2 separate regions of the Mus musculus genome follow, and region 2 is linked to region 1. A link is a contact called in public HiChIP or PLAC-seq data. All regions are on one chromosome and are shown on one strand. Each heading gives the region's core, a stretch centred on a gene start, on an enhancer-like site or on the middle of the called end of the contact. The rest is flanking DNA. Distances are from core to core; before and after follow the strand shown.

Region 1 (2,780 bases), core at 37-2,536:
CTAACCCACCCCCACCCCCCCGCAAAAAACAAAAACAGACTCCTTATGTTTCCCTGTGCTTCCTTTTCTTTCTCTCTCTCTCTCTCTCTCTCCCTCCCTCTCTCTCTCTCTCTCTTTTGGTTTTTCAAGACAGGGTTTCTCTGTGTAGCCCTGGATGTCCTGGAACTCACTCTGTAGACCAGGCTGGCCTCGAACTCAGAAATCACCTGGCTCTGCCTCCTAAGTGCTGGGATCAAAGGCGTGCGCCACCACTGCCTAGTATTCCCCTTGCTTTCTAAGAGAGGCAGGCACTTAATATCAGTTCGTTGTGGCTTTTCTTTAGGAATACTAACCATTGCTTCAAAATAGAAACTAGAAATATGAGAAGAATGTCTCCTGGTCTAAAATTTTTGTTAATTCTGGCTCCCAGACAAACAATGATAGCTACCAACAAAGGTTCCAGGAAGAACAAAAGCATCTACTTTACACTTTAGTCTTAGAAAGGCCCCCAGGTCCTTCCCTTTCCTGGGGTTCTGTGGTCACGAGACCCTATCCCTCCCTTTGGAGACCTCCAGGCCTCTGTGAGTCAGTCACAGAAAAAGTGATACTAGCTGACCCAGAGACAATGCCGGTAGAGACCAGATGTGCAATAAGGCTGGAGAAGCAAGTATCAGCCAGGCCACAGGCATTGTATGTAAGCGGGAACGCACACAAAGGAGATATCACAACCATTGTCACCCAGCCATATTTGAGCTGAAAAATGCCCCTGTTATCTTGGAGAGCTAGACATATTTTATCCATAATATGATTTCTTTCCCCTCATACTCTGCCCCCAAAGAATGTGTGAAAATTTGTTTGGAAAAAAAAAATGTGTGACTGCACACACTAGTAATTCTAGCCCCTAGGAGACTGAGCCTAGACTGCAGAGTCAAGGATGCCAGTGGGTTTGGCAAACTTGTAATCTCTAGTTTGGGAAGTAGACGCTAGGGAATCCGTTGTTCAAGGTCATCCTTGGCTTTGTAGAGTTTGGTACAATCCCGGTTACATGGGGCCTTGTCCTCTCCCTCAAAAATTAAAAGAAACACGTGAAAAGGGTTTTATAAATATGAATATTTTTGGAGCTCTTTACTGTCCTGTCTTTAGTTTCAACTTGAATGAAACTGTGTGGACTGAGGTGTACTGCTGTATTTCTGTAACAATGGCAAGGCTCAGGGTTCACTTTGCCTTCTTCTGGTGGAGCCCGAGGGGCAGAGAATGGCAAGTCAGGACTCCTACGTGCTAGGCTAGGCAACTGTTCCGCTACTGATAAGCCCATGTTCTGGTTTTGCCAACAAATTTCTAATGTTCTTTTTCAATTCAAAGAGGGGGTGCGGTGTGCTATAGCCCAAAGATAGAACTCTTATCTTGCGTGCTCTGGAGCCTGGCTTCAACCTCAAGTATAGGGGTGAGTGTATAGAATTCTTTTGTTGAGTGCAGTAGCCCAGTGCCTACTAATTCTGCCCTCAGAAAAGAGGAAGAAAGATCACAGGTTTGGGGTCAGCATGGCCTAAAACAAGACTCAGTTCCCTGCGAAGTTCTTTGGCTATGTGTGTGCCTTTCACCTGTTTAGTCCATACGACAGAGCGCTTTAAGGGAGTCCGAGCGGAAGTGTACTTAGCAAAGTTAGGCCAAGCAAGTATTTCAAAGGGCGCGAGCGAGTGTGTGTGTGTGTGTGTGTGTGTGTGTGTTGGGGGAGCGGTCTGCAGTGTTTTTAAAAACAAAAGAAAATTCTTGATATTAGTGGGTTCCTCATCACCCCCATTTGTTTGTTTTATGAGACAGACTCTCACTTTGTAGCCAAGGATAAGGCGACATCGTCAATCTCATATACAAGGATGGTACACCAGCCTTTAAGGCAATGGGCACTTCTGGTCTGGAAGGGGAGAAATGTTTTCTGCAATGTTTCAGAAAAAAAAAAAAGTTCATTGGCCCACTAGTAAACCATTTAAAAAAATGTGTCACCGATATGCAATTTCTTGATGAGATCAAATCAATTACAGCAATGATAAAAACAGCCCTGGTAAAGGGCAACTGTCATCTATCTGTCTGGCCAGTTACAGAGTTTTGTTTTGTTTTGTTTTTTAAAGTCTTCACCATGTAAGCCCAGGCTGGTGTTGAACTTGTGATCTTTTCCTCTGCCTCGCAAATGCTGAGATTATAGGAGTGCCCCACTGTACCTGGCTAAAAAGGTTTGATTTTTGTTGTTGTTGTTTTGTTTTGTTTTTTTGTTAAAACATGACCTACTGGCTTTCAGGCTATAATTACTTAAATTGTATTTTTTTCTATTTTTCAAATCTATTTCTTACAATGTGGGGCAATATTCATCGTGAGTACATGAGATGAAGCTTCAAGGGTCCTGGGAGGTGGAGTAGGAGTAATTATCTTTAAGGTACATACATATATGTTTATATATAATTTTCAAAGATTAAATAAAAATATTTTACTGAAGATTTTTTTTTACATATAATACATTCAGAATGTATTATATGCACGCATGCATGGTCGCTTCCCTCTCTCTCCTCTCTTTCCATTCTGTAATTAATATATAGTTTCTGCACGGATCCAAGCTGTTCCTTTTAACACCTGTCCCATCTCCTCCCTGAAAATATTAGTTGAAAATTGTTCAGACTTACAAAAAAGAAAAAAAACAAAACCCCAAAAAACTAGGTATGGTGACACAGTGGTGGCAATCCCAGCACTTGCAATGAAGGTGCGGGATCGGGAATTCAAGGCCCACTTTGGGTATAGAGTTTTCAAGGCCA
Region 2 (2,914 bases), core at 83-2,582, 360 kb before region 1:
CCTACAGAGCAGGGTCAAGCCAGATCGTTTCCTACACAACCACACTGCTCCTAAGAGCCGTAGTGTAACTTCATTCCTGTGTTGGCTATGAACATCATTAGGACACATACACATCACCTTTAGAAGACTGAAGAGGGTGAGGGGAATCAAGACCTGAGGAATTGCTATGTCTTGGCAAAAGCCATGGAGGTTGATGAGGGTATATTTGGAGGATCCCGTCCTACAGCCTAGGAAGAAATGTCAAAGAATAATAAAGTCTACTCCACTGACTGAAAGTTAAGTCCCCACTAAACACCAAAAAGCCTTACAGTTCTAAAAGCAACTGTGCTTAATAAAAACTGTTGTAAAACATTTTACTAGTCTACCTTAAATGTACAGGAATTAATACAATAAGACTTTTTATGGCAAAAGTAGTTAGCATTTGATAAACCTCATTCTGTGCCAGGTGTCATGCTGAACATGCCACGTAGGCTATTCGCCTTAATATGAGTAGTCTTTAGAGGGTAGATGCCAGCCTACTGTTCATTTCCCAGCATCACTCCCTCCTTCCCTCCCTTCCTTCCCTCCTCCCTCCCTCCTTCTCTTGTAATTTACCTAAGGTAGCATAGACGTGGAACAAATCTAGATCTGTGTCATGGCAAAAATACAAGAGCTTAGCTATTATGCTTTCTCTTCTGAACCAGGAAAGATACTTTTATTATTATTAGGATTGGGTGTTAGCTCCAACACACAATCTTATGTACTTCAGCAAGTACAGACTCCTCAGCTCCCATCTGCCTTTCTTTCTTGGTAGTATTTACTTCTTGCTTCAGTTTCTAATCTATTGTGCCATTGCTTCAGTTTGATAGTCTTAAAAGCCTTCAGGGAAAATATAAACAGATGAAATAAGCCATGGTTTCATAGATAGATTCATAGAGGTACAAATGCACAAACATATATTAATTACTTTAATGTCCAACAATTTAACAGTTTCTTTTACAAAGTACATGTACAGCCAAATGTAAATTTAGCTCTGAAGTAAAAAGCCCCGGGTGCCTAGTAACGTATCCTGTGCTGCTGTGTTGACCAAAGACAGGAAATGGAGCATATAGCATACCTAAAGTGGTATTACCTTCAGCATTTATTGCGACAACAGAACTGATCCTGTCTGTTGCAACTCTGACAACCTAAGATAGAGCAAATCTCCATGAAAGCTCTCTGTCAGCACAAATGCTTAAGACCTTTACCATGCATCTTATTCATGAACACCCCTGAAAGCAGAATGCCCACTCACGGTGATTAGTGAGTGGGTCAGACTGAATCATAAGAAAGAATGCACATGACTGAATCACCAAGTCCACTTCCTGTAGCACCTGGTTTGCCTTGGACCACTGCCACGCACAAACGGCCCCAGACAAAGCCTGCTCAGCTCCTGAAATCTGATAAGGTCACAGCTAGAGGTAGTGTGCTGGGGAGATTCACCCAAGCACCCTGGTACAAGAATCAGGAAATCCATTGCTATCTAAAACCAATACAAGGATATCCATAGAGTTTTATGGTATCATTTCCAGTCATTTAGACAAAGCCATTGTTACTGGGGTCCTGGAAAGCAATGCAGGAAACTGCTAATGTATGTCCAAGTGAGTACAAGGGTTAGTATGTCTCCAAGCGATTGACGTACAACATGTCTGATAAATGTGGCTATTGAACTTGTGAGTCATCAATTCCACTACTGTTCCCCTATGAAAATTATCCTTGCTGTATGGCCTCGGGGCCACTCATTACCTCCTTCCCGCAAGGCTTAGCATGATATTCTCTGCCATCCAAAGCAGTGTGGAAACTCTTGTCTGTGAGAGACTAAGGAAGAATAATGACTTGAATAAATGTACTTAAATCCATCTTTTGAGGACATTGTGATGTCTCCGTGGGTAGGAACTCCGTGGGTAGGTGCCAACAAGCCTGAAGACCCAAGTCCCATTTCTATCACCCACGTAATAAAAAGAGAGAACCAACTCTCACATGTTGTCTTCTGATCTCCAAGTGTGTGCACACAAAATAAATAAATAAATGTATTTTAAACTCTTTGAAATCATATTTTTGTTTTGACTTACATAGGAAGTTCTATTGGTTTGCATTCACCATGATGTGAATGGTAAACAAGAATAGGAACCTTACAGATTCAGGCCCCCAAGGCAGTGTGCCACTGGATGATCTATCACTCACGAGAAGGCTGTGCAGTATCTGTTCATAGGGACTGAACTATCAGCCATTTACCATGAGAAAGTCAATTGTTGAGAAAATTGGAAGTTTAGCTGAGGAAACCTGTCATGAAGCAATACGGAAAGAAACCAGATGAAAGTTGCTTTGTGAGGACTATGAACCAGAACACACGGACTGGTTTATCTTTAATAGCATGAGACCCTCATCTAACAAAGGAGCCGTCCCAAGCCAGTCCTGATCATCTTGTCCTCCATGACTTTGCCTATTTTGATTCCAGAGTTGATTACTTTGGTTATAGAAGACTGTAGCTACACATTGTAACTCCACATTAAAGCACACAGCATTCATGAGACTGTAGCTGCACACTGTAACTCCACATTAAAGTACATGCCATTCACAAGACTATAGCTACACATTGTAACTCTACATTAAAGCACATGCTGAGCTTTGCTGGTGACCAGCCACTGCATTGCTAAATGGACTGTGCCTGATTGTGCTGTCTGCTCCTTTTCCTGCTTTGTGACAAATTCTTATTTATGCAATCATGGAACCTAAGTACAAGATGAGACCTAGAGGAATCCCAGGTAAGCTTTCTGCTCCAACCCAACACCACAGATTACCGAAGGCTTAGTTCTTCGGTTGTTACAGATTTCCTGGAGCAACGACTCACAATTGGTAAGTTCTCCAGCTTAATGAAGATGTTCTTTCTGCTATG

The links. HiChIP or PLAC-seq counts read pairs in DNA pulled down with a chosen protein or histone mark.
Region 2: a contact with region 1 is called in an H3K27ac HiChIP or PLAC-seq map of trophoblast stem cells, with 5 times the contacts expected there. The contact joins two enhancer-like sites. A contact is called at or near these places in 1 of 484 Hi-C or Micro-C datasets (embryonic stem cells), 3 of 115 datasets of contacts at active chromatin or transcription factors (embryonic stem cells and trophoblast stem cells) and 1 of 9 other capture datasets (embryonic stem cells).

Annotation. Positions count from the first base shown.
Region 1 is chr14:99,262,602-99,265,381 of GRCm38.p6, reverse strand. No RefSeq gene overlaps it. Among named protein-coding and RNA genes, the nearest start is that of Klf5, 35 kb to the left of the region's middle. Within about 2 kb of position 1,286, at least 18 of the 459 cell types and tissues checked have an H3K27ac peak or open chromatin away from gene starts, as enhancers often do. A contact at or near this core is called in trophoblast stem cells, where this site is marked.
Region 2 is chr14:99,623,334-99,626,247 of GRCm38.p6, reverse strand. All of the region lies in intron 1 of Gm34061 (a long non-coding RNA gene), which reads right to left. Among named protein-coding and RNA genes, the nearest start is that of Gm33880, 11 kb to the left of the region's middle. Within about 2 kb of position 1,332, at least 63 of the 459 cell types and tissues checked have an H3K27ac peak or open chromatin away from gene starts, as enhancers often do. A contact at or near this core is called in trophoblast stem cells, where this site is marked.